Regions from separate parts of the Sus scrofa genome. Here region 1 is linked to region 2. Evidence: chromatin contacts called from public HiChIP or PLAC-seq data. All regions are on one chromosome and are shown on one strand. Each heading gives the region's core, a stretch centred on a gene start, on an enhancer-like site or on the middle of the called end of the contact. The rest is flanking DNA. Distances are from core to core; before and after follow the strand shown.

Evidence for each region. HiChIP or PLAC-seq counts read pairs in DNA pulled down with a chosen protein or histone mark.
Region 1: a contact with region 2 is called in an H3K27ac HiChIP or PLAC-seq map of alveolar macrophages. The contact joins two enhancer-like sites. A contact is called at or near these places in 2 of 5 promoter capture datasets (fetal liver and liver), 1 of 47 Hi-C or Micro-C datasets (fetal heart ventricle) and 1 of 2 datasets of contacts at active chromatin or transcription factors (alveolar macrophages).

What each region holds. Positions count from the first base shown.
Region 1 is chr13:54,018,248-54,023,533 of Sscrofa11.1, reverse strand. No RefSeq gene overlaps it. Among named protein-coding and RNA genes, the nearest start is that of SHQ1, 160 kb to the left of the region's middle. Within about 2 kb of position 3,988, at least 3 of the 83 cell types and tissues checked have an H3K27ac peak or open chromatin away from gene starts, as enhancers often do. A contact at or near this core is called in alveolar macrophages, where this site is marked.
Region 2 is chr13:53,827,016-53,831,579 of Sscrofa11.1, reverse strand. No RefSeq gene overlaps it. Among named protein-coding and RNA genes, the nearest start is that of RYBP, 20 kb to the right of the region's middle. Within about 2 kb of position 2,924, at least 4 of the 83 cell types and tissues checked have an H3K27ac peak or open chromatin away from gene starts, as enhancers often do. A contact at or near this core is called in alveolar macrophages, where this site is marked.

The DNA.
Region 1 (5,286 bases), core at 2,739-5,238, 190 kb before region 2:
CAAGATGTGGGGGCCCAGGGGTGGAGTTGGTGGGAGAGGTCTACTTGATTTCCTCTCAGGCATTTCGCTGGACACCTTGCTCAGCAGGTGCCTTCTGCTTTAGAAAACTCCCCCTCCTTTTTGTAGTTATCCCATTTGTTGTTTCCACTTGTGTTCCTCCCTGTCCTTGCTAAAAACATCACCACTCCGATGCCAGGCTCAAGCCCCCTTGCACTTTCAGAGTCGATGCCCATGCTTATGATATTTAACAGGAAAGGCTCCCAGACCCTGAGTTGGGAGGTGGGGCATTGCTGGGACTCCTTCCGTGCATGGTCCTGTGCCTCCTGTGACTTGCTGACAGCCAGCACCAGATCCCAGATCCCCCACCCTCTGGCCCCTGCCCCCACAGCTACAACAACTCCTCCAACAGTGCAAAGTCTTGTTCATTTGTTCAGAACATGAATTAATCATGCCAGGCCGACTCCTGGCTGCCGGACCACGTTTTGCTGTGTTAGCAATCAACCTCCCTTCCCCCTGTCGACACAACCAAAGGGGAACATGGAGCTCCGGAAACCTCTGAGGTGATGAGGGGCCCCGTGGGTCACCCTCGGCAGAGGAAGGAGGGCCACAGTCACCATTCCTTCCACCTCCCTCCCCATTTCAGCCCCCATCTTGGTTTCCTTCTTTTTGCTTCAGAGCGTGCCTCCTACCTTGAGGCTTCAATTGCATGGATCCTACTCTCCACCCACCTTCCAATCTGATGTCACTGTCAGGGACCCATAGCATGACATCTCCTGAGTGTGGTGGGGCTCACGTGTGTCGTGTCGATGCTAGACCTGCCAGAACCGTCCTGCATCATCTCCTGACCTTCCTCGTTTAGATCAGGCTTAAGTGGGTCCCTCCTCCTTTTTCCCCTCCCTCTATTCCTTTCTTCTCCTCCTCCCTCCTCCCTTTCTCTCCTTCCTCCATCTGCCTCCCTCATTCTTATGCTCTCATCTCTACCTCTTTCTCCCCCTCATCTTCCTCCCCTCCTCCTCCCTCCCTTTATTTACCCTTCCTTCCAGTCTGTCTTTCTATCTCTCTTTCCTCCTTTCTTCCTTTATCCTATTCCCCCTCTGCCCCCTCCTCCCAGGATTTTCACCCTCTGGTTCCAATGAAATGAGAACGAAGGGAATAATACTAAAAAGCAGCCAGGCTCAGCCAATAAATCCTCTAATGCTTGTAATAGTTTCATTTTCTTCATGTTCATCCTAGTTTAAGAGTTTAATCAACGTCTTCAAAATTACTTGTGATTTACTCCATGGAGCCTTAATTTGAGGCATGGAAAGTCCCTCCCTCCCCCCTCTCCTCCCTCCCTCCCTCCTTTCCTTCCTTCTTCCTCCCTTGCTTCCATTTATTCAATAAATGTTCTTTAAGAATGTGTTCCGAGCCAGGCACTGGGCTAAGTGCTGGATATAGTGAATGGAAACGTGGACATAATCCCTGCGCTGATGACCTTATGATCTAGTGGGAGAGACATATTTTCACCATAAATCACACATAGATGTATTTTCATGACCTCAGTGAAGTCTCTGAATTTCCATGAGGACCTAAACAGAGGAATTATCCCCAACTGTGTGGGCCTGGGAGCTGATTTGAAGGATGAGTTTTGTAGGTGAGAGAGAAGAGGAGTGAACACTCCAAGCAAAGGGAATAGAATATGCAAAGGTCCTGCGGTGAGAGGAAGCAAGGCACTTGTGCAGAACTGGGACAGAGAGTTAAAAACAAGGTAGAAGTTGGCAAGGGGCCAATGTTCAGGGCTTGTACCTGAGATAAGAGTTCCAGTCTTCATTCCAAAAACAGGGAGATGCCATTGAAAAGTTTAACCTGGGGGTGGAGATGGGTGTGATCAGCTTGGTTGTTGGTACAGTCAAGGGCAGATGGGAGATCCTGCTGGGGAGTCTTTCCAGGCTTGGGTGAACTGGTTAGGCTGGGAGGGTGTGGATTGGGTGGGATGCAGAATTGGTCCCAGGGGCTGGAGTGGGGTCAGACAACTGTTCTGTTCTGCTTCTTGAAAGGGAGATAATCCTGCTTGCAGACCTCCTGTGTGGGGCAGAGGACCTTATAAGTAGGGAAGGTAGAGAGATCGTCACCGACTGTAGATAAAAGCTTTGGACCTGGAGTCAGACCGATCTAGTTTTACTGTTTACTAGCTATGAGAACCAGCTACCTGTACATGCCAGGCAGGTTTTCAGCTTCTCTGAGCCTCTTTCCTTATTTCTAACATAAAGATAGTAATAGTAATAAATGTGTTGTTTTTGTCTGCCTATCATCCCTTTGTGATTAGGAAATTACCACCACTGTGTTTCTGGTGGGACTGTTGATCACTCTGCCCTTCCTACCTCTTGGGCACATAGTTGAGACCCATCCAATCACTGTGCCTCCTCTCCCTGTCCCCAGGGATTGGTCTGAAGGACCCAAGCAGGGTCAGTCAGAGTACCTCAGTGGAGTCTGATATGGGGCTGCTGGAGGAAAGGATCTTTCTTGGTTTTAAATTATGAGTCACAAGACCATAGACCTGACCTACTGGTGTCCAATTTTCTTGAGGGAAAAAATCAAGAAGATGAGTAGGGGAGGGAGAGAAGGAGAGTGAAAACTTTGAGATCCTGGATGCAGCAGTTCCTGAAGCCCACAGCACCTCTTGCACTTCTCATTTAAGGAGCCCATCAGTGCCCATTAGGGCTTAAACCAATTTAAGTTGGGTTTTGACCTCCTGATGGATGTGTTATGTATGACCAATGAACCATGTCATTGGGTTATTGGGAAGGTTAATTTAGGTAAAGGACCAAAAGGAAATGTGAAGTACTCAGCATAAAGAGTGCTCAGTAATCATCAGCAAGGGTTATTGTTTAAGTAACAATTCAAGCTGTAGAATATGTAACTGGAGTGTGTGCTGCTTCTCACCTCTGGTATGTGGCCTCATATTACCCCACAAAGGGCTACACACCACCTTAACGATCCTGTGTAAAAGCCTCAGATAGTGACTCAATCTCCCTTCCCTACCTCCCCATCACCCTCCAAAATGTGTGACTCCTATGTCCCTGGGGCTCTCCTGAAATCACAGTTGTAGAAACAGGAGAACACAATGACCTAAAGGATGTGACCATGTTTAGATCTAATTTAAGGACAGCAGTTCCCTCCTACTCCATGGTAGTTGATTTCCCATTACCATTTTTTACAGAGGGTATCAGTTGTCTATTTCTGTATAACAAACAAGCCCAAAACTTAATCGCTTAAAACAACCAGAGATTTATTATCACCTGACTTCCGTGGATCAGGGAGGCAACAACAGCTTCCCTTGGTAGTTCTAACTAAAGATCTCTCAAGAGGCTGCAGGCAATACATCAGCCAGGACTACTTTCATCTGAAGGCCTGACTGAAGCTGGAGGATCCACATCCCAGATGGCTTAACTGTCTGGCTCTTAGAACAAGACTTTAGGTCCTGGCCACATGAACCTCTCCACAGAGCTGCTAGAGTGTCCTCCTGATGTGGCAGCTGGCTTCCCCCAGAGTGAGTGATCCAAGAGAGAGGAAGAAGGAAGTTTCAATATCTTTTATGACCTAATCTTGGAAATCACAAACCTTATTTCTGCAATATTCTATTGACTAGAGTTCAGCCCTATTTGCATGGGAGAGGGTTATTCAAGGGTGTGAATACTGGGAGTTAGGGGTCATTGGGAGCTGTCCAGGAGGTTGGCTGCCATACTTGTGAGGGGAACAGTGCTATTCTTAACTTTCATCAAAGTTTCTTCTGGGTCTGCTGGGACTTTTCACCAAGGAGGACTTCAGATGCTCAGGATAACATGGCATTTCTGAGGCACTAAAAAACACCCCTTCCAACAACTTGAGCTTGAAAGAGCTTTTTTTTTTTTTTTTCCCCCAGAGCTTGCAAAGAGCTCCTTAAATAAACTAGTGAAATGACTAAACTAATTTGCTGGTCTGTAATTTCCTGGCATGTCTGGAGATTTCCTAATAAATACTGGCTTCAGGCTGGCAACCTGCCAGCATTACAGCCCTCTCCTGAGCGACAAACAAGGGATGTGTAAAGCGTCTCGGAGGGTTGGGAAGATTGATACTTCTCAGGGGAAAATGCTGGACCCGGAGGCTGGAGGTTTTGGTGTGGAGCTACCCTCACTCCCTCTTACCGTCATATTTTGAGTGACACTCTTTCCTCTCCTTGCCTCAGTTTCTCCCTCTGGGCAAAGTGGTGATTACCCTGGTCTTCCCCGACTCCCAAAGCTCTTACTAGGTTTGAACGAGCTGATGTCAAGTTTCCAAGAGGGGATCCATGGGCTGTTAACCCCAAAAGGTGTTCTGTGTTGGAGCGAGCATGTGCTACTGTGCTAAGCAAGTTCCAGCCGTCTCCTGCCTTCCTTGACCACAGGCAGGGTCAGCTCCATGGGCATGCTGATTGGGCAGCCACACAGGGCCCCGGGCTCAGAGGGGCCCTGTCCTTTTGAGTTTCATGCCTTGCTGTCGCTGTCTTGAAATTTTTTTTTTAAGGACCCCACCTGAGACATATGGAAGTTCCCGGGCTAGGGGTCAGATCAGAGCTAGAGCTGCTGGCCTACACCACAGCCACTGCAACGAGGGATCCAAGCCACATCGGCGACCTGTGCTGCAGCTTGCAGCAAGGCCAGATCCTTAACCCACCAAGTGAGGCCAGGAATCAAACCCACATCCTCACAGAGACAATGTTGGGTCCTTGACCCCCAGAGCCACAATGGGAACTCTTAGCTGATGTAATTTAATACCTGCTTTCCCCAAAGGGTTGCATAGCTGCTGAAACAGGGTGTCATTTAGCCCCTACTGTCTACTGCTGAAATCCCAGTCCCAGGGTCATGCCTGGAACAGACTCCACGGACACTTGTTGAAGGAAGGAATCTCCAAGAGGGGCTTCCCACAGAACACCTACCCTCTCTTCTCTTCTCTAGAGACTGTTATGCAATCAGCGTTCCACAGAGCACACACTTAGGAAACGCCAAGCTCTGAGCAGCGATGCACCCTTGGGGTGTGTGTGTGGAGTGAGGGTAGGGCAGCAGAGGTACACACAGCCCTCTGAGGGGTCCTTTCCCTTCCTCTTTGTCTGTTGAGGCCCCCTCCTTTAGGCTCACCTGACGTTGTGGGCAGAGCACAGGACACCCCAGAGACTCCTGCGCCCCCTCGCCAAGTCTGGGCCCATAACTCACTCCTCCTCCCCAACCTCTCTTATCCTTAATTGGGCCAATCTGTCCCCCTGACACTGAGCTCTGCTCCGTTTTCTGCGCA
Region 2 (4,564 bases), core at 1,675-4,174:
TAAGAACAATCAGTCTGGAGGGACAGATGGGGGTTGGGGAGGATCTTCAGATCTCATCTGCCACTCACTAGCTGCATAACTTTAAGCAAATTTTTTGCTTGTTTGTTTGTTTGTTTGTTTGCCTTTTCTGGGGCTGCTCCTGTGGCATATGGAGGTTCCCAGGCTAGGGGTCTAATCGGAGCTGTTGCTGCCAGCCTACACCATAGCCACAGCAATGTGGGATCTGAGCCACATCTGCAACCTACACCACAGCTCATGGCAATGCCAAATCCTCAACCCACTGAGTGAGGCCAGGGATAGAACCTGCAACCTCATAGTTCCTAATCTGATTTGTCAACCACTGAGCCACGACGGGAACTCCACCTTAAGCAGATTGCTGAAACACTCTGAGCTCCATTTTCCTCCTCTGCAAAACAGAGATAGTAAATTTCTTCTCCATAATCTCATTGTGAAGTTCAGGGAAATGATGTATGTAAAACTGAGTACAGAGCCGGGAACATAGCACCATAAATGCCAGTTGTTTTTACGTCTCGAGATGGGAGCCTGAATTCTGCTTGAGGACTTGAACATCTGGGACAGTTTCTGTCATCTTTTGTTGGAGGTCCCCCTTTACTCCATTGAGTGCTCTCACAATTTGGTCCTAGTCCCCCAAACATCGTCCATGTCATTCTTCCTGCCAGCAAAAAGTTCTGGTTACCATGATGTGCACTTAACCATGAGCACACCTTTCTGTCTCCATCTCTGGATTCCAGAAATACAAAGGGCCAGTGAGCTTGTCAACAAGAGTGCAAATCTGGAAGGAATGGGCTGTCCGTTGGATGTATTTAGTTGCAAAGTTATGTGGAAAAACAAAATACTGATATTTCAGACACTGTAGAGAGAGAAAGCTCATGGAAGCAAATTTTCCATTCTTTTTATTATTATTTTATTTTGAGGGCCACATATTGGCATATTGAGGTTCTCAGGCTAGGGGTCAAATGCTTATGCCACAGCAACGTGGGATCTGAGCCACGTGTGTGACCTACACCACAGCTCATGGCAACGCCGGATCCTTAACCCACTGAGCAGGGCCAGGGATCAAACCTGCATCCTTATGGCTGCTAAGTCAGATTCATTTCTGCAGAGCCATGACGGGCAGGCCGAGTTTTCAATTCTTACATACAATTGCTTCTATCCTTGGGATATAACAAAACTTTCCGATGGCTTTTTCTCTAAGGAGACAGTGAATGGTCTGACTTTGGGGTGAGGCAGCCTTGGGTTAGCTGCTACTTGGGACTTCTGGCAAGTTATTGAACCCCTATACCCCCTGTTTTCTCCTCTATACAATGGAAATATTAGTAGCATCTCTCTTATCTCATGTTTTGAAGAGTAACTGAGATAATGAATGTAAAGTGTCTAGCACATAGTAAGCACTCATCGAGTACCCTTTCTTGCCAGCATTATCTTAATTATTGCCTAGATCTTGGTGATTCTCAGTGTATGGTCTGCAAAGCAATCAGCCTTCTGTCCAAAGTTGGTAAATAAATGGTGGATGTCATACCTCTGTTGTGAACATCAATATAAAATTAAATTATTCTTTTTGAAGCTCTCATCCCATTCTGTAAGGTCTCTGGTTTGCTCTCCCATGATCCATCCTCAGCCTATGCAAGGATGGTTTCCTCTGGCAGACACTGCTCGTTGCCATCCCAAGTGCTAGTTCCTCTTCTTTCCTGTGAACTGAACATAATTCTGTTCAGGTAGCTATGTTGTTAGCTCCAGGGAAGGAATCATGATCATTGCAAGCCATTTATGGCCACCTGTTTACCTTTGTATTAATTGGTCTAGGAGAGGGTATGTGATTGAGTTCCCAAGGAGATATAAGGGAAAGTCTCCCAATAAAAGGAGAGAGGAATGTGAGGCGAGCCTCATTTTGGCCCCTGCTGTCTTCCTTCTTGTTTTAGGTGCTGTCAGGTGAGCTGCCATTTTGTGACCATGCAGTTATAAGCACGAAAATGACAGAGCAGAAAAATAGAAAGAGTCCAGATTCTTAACAACTTTGCTAAGCTGCCCGATTGACTCTGGGGCTGCTTGCCTGCAAACTTTTTTAGTATACAATAAGTGTTCTTATGATTTGGCCGATTGTGAATCTGGTTTGTTGCTGCTTAATTGATATCCTCCTTTTCTGTTTGCCAAATCTAGAATATGACTGCTATACAAATTCTGCCCAGATATAAAGACATTCAATTCCCATTTTCTTCCTCTACATTTGGGGTAATCAAGTGTCTTTAAATAAATTCTGCACTCGCCATTATAGTGAAACTGCTCTTGAAAAGGTCACCAGTGACTTCTTGATTGACATGTCCAGCAGCTTCATCTAATTTCACTTCCTGCTGAGCCTCTGCTCCATTGGATAGCTCAACCGAGTTCTTATTCTTCAAGTGAGTCCCTTCCTTGACAGATGTCACTTCTCAAAAGACAGCGACTTACTGGTCCCTCTTCTGCTTCGCTGTCTCTTTCTGCTCTTTTAACTATAGGTGAACCCCAACACTCTGCTCTTTGCCTTTTCCTTCTCATCTCTCACTGGATGATTCCCCCAACGGCCTACTCTACTTCCAAGCCTTTGGTTACTGCCCACGGGCACTAGTAGTCCCTACATCCATCCGTGTCTCCAGTGTAGCTTTTTCCTCAGCCCCAGATCCACCTTTCTCTTCAAGCACAGAGCTTGCCCCTAAAACACCATATTTCTAAACTGAATGTCCCCTTCAAATTACTTCTCCTCTGTAACACCCCTCACCACTCATGCTAGTCCTCAGCTGGGAACCTCATAGTCACCCTCAGCAATTCCTTCTCTCCCAGAGTCCAATTAATCACTGAGCATAAAAATGTCTCTATTCTCAGGAATCTGTTGCAGCTTCCTCATGTTCACGGCCATGGCCTCCATTCGTCATCTCTGTATTGCAAAAGCCTCTCACATGCCTCCAATCTCTCCCCTCGCCAATCATCTGCATTGTTATTAGACTGAATTTTTTAAAAGCAAATTGAGTCACATCTCTGGACCTGAAATTTTCCAAGTGGGTGGATGTGAGTGTGACAGTGGTGGGTGGAAAGATCGTATCAGCCCAAACTGCCTTCCAAAGTCCACACTTTACGATATGGCACAGAAGACCCCCTACTTACTCTGGAAACAGAGTGGATATTTTTTCATGTCCTACCATCTCCCCTCCAGTGTCCCTGCATCCTCAACTCGAGCTCCCGGGGACTCCTATGTCCTTCTACCATGTCCTCTAATTAGACTCCAGGTCCCTACTAATGCCCTGCATTCTGAACACCTAGCATTGTCTACTTGTCCCCAAAGTATTCCCTGAGCCTAGGACTAAACCCGAGTTTCTCAGCTTTAGCACTTGAACATTTAGGGTTGAATAGTTCTTTGTTGTGGGGGCTGCCCTGGGCGCTGTAGGATGTTTAGCAGCATCCCCGGGATCTACCTCCAAGATGCCAGTAGCTCCCTTTCCCCTACCATGGCAACAAGAAAAATGTGTCCAAAGACTGCAAAGTGTTCTTTTGTGGACAAAATTGCTCCCTTACCCCCATTGAGAAGCATTGAAAGAGACTGGTTCCCTTTTCATTACCCCCATAGCTTCCTGATCAGAGCACCTGTGGCACTTTGTTGTTGTTGTTGTTGTTGTTGCTTTTTAGGGCTGCACCTGTGGCACATGGAAGCTCCCAAGCTAGGGATCAAATCGGAGCTGCAGCTGCCGGTCTACGCCACAGCCACAGCAATGCCAGATCTGAGCCTTATCCGGGACCTATACCACAGCTCACGGCCACACCATGTCGTTAATCCACTGATTGAAGCCAGGGATGGAATCCGTGTCCTCATGGATGCTAGTTGGGCTTGTTACCTGCTAAGTCACAATAGGAACTCCCCCACGGTACTTTTTAAAATGGCTTGTCTGGCCCTCTCATCTGTTTCAATAGATGGTTATCTCAAAGGGGGTGTCTCCCAGGACCTGGCACTCAACAGGCCTGTAGTGTAGCTTCACAAACATTAGCCCTGCGATGGGCGAGATCTTGCCTGTCTTCTGCCTGGCACCCAGCATGGTGCTAGCACATGATAGGGCTCGATAAATATGTGTTGAGTGAAGGAACAGGTGAAAGATCCCACTCAGACATTCCTTTCTCTGTGAAACTTTTATTAAGTATCTGAGAGAATGTTAGACTCTTTTCATCTCTTCGTCCCCTAATATTTAGGACATGCCCCTGTCCCCTAGCACTTACTAGCTTGGAACAACTTGGTAATGAATGTTTGTGGAAATGCAACTGTGCTCTATCTTCAGGCCTCTTTCTAGAAACAGGAAAACTAGGTCCATGCCTGTGCCCAGGAATCACGTGATGTCTTTCCTTTAAACGACTACACCTGTTTGCCCCTGGCTGCTCTCAGCCAACACCTGCCACACACGCTCATCCATCTTCCTCAGCCGACTTCAAAGAGGACGGTCTCTGAGCTGCTGAGAATTAAGAACCAACTTCCTGGGAGGGGGAGGGAGTGGGAAGGACAGGGAATTTGGGGTTAGTAGATGCAAAG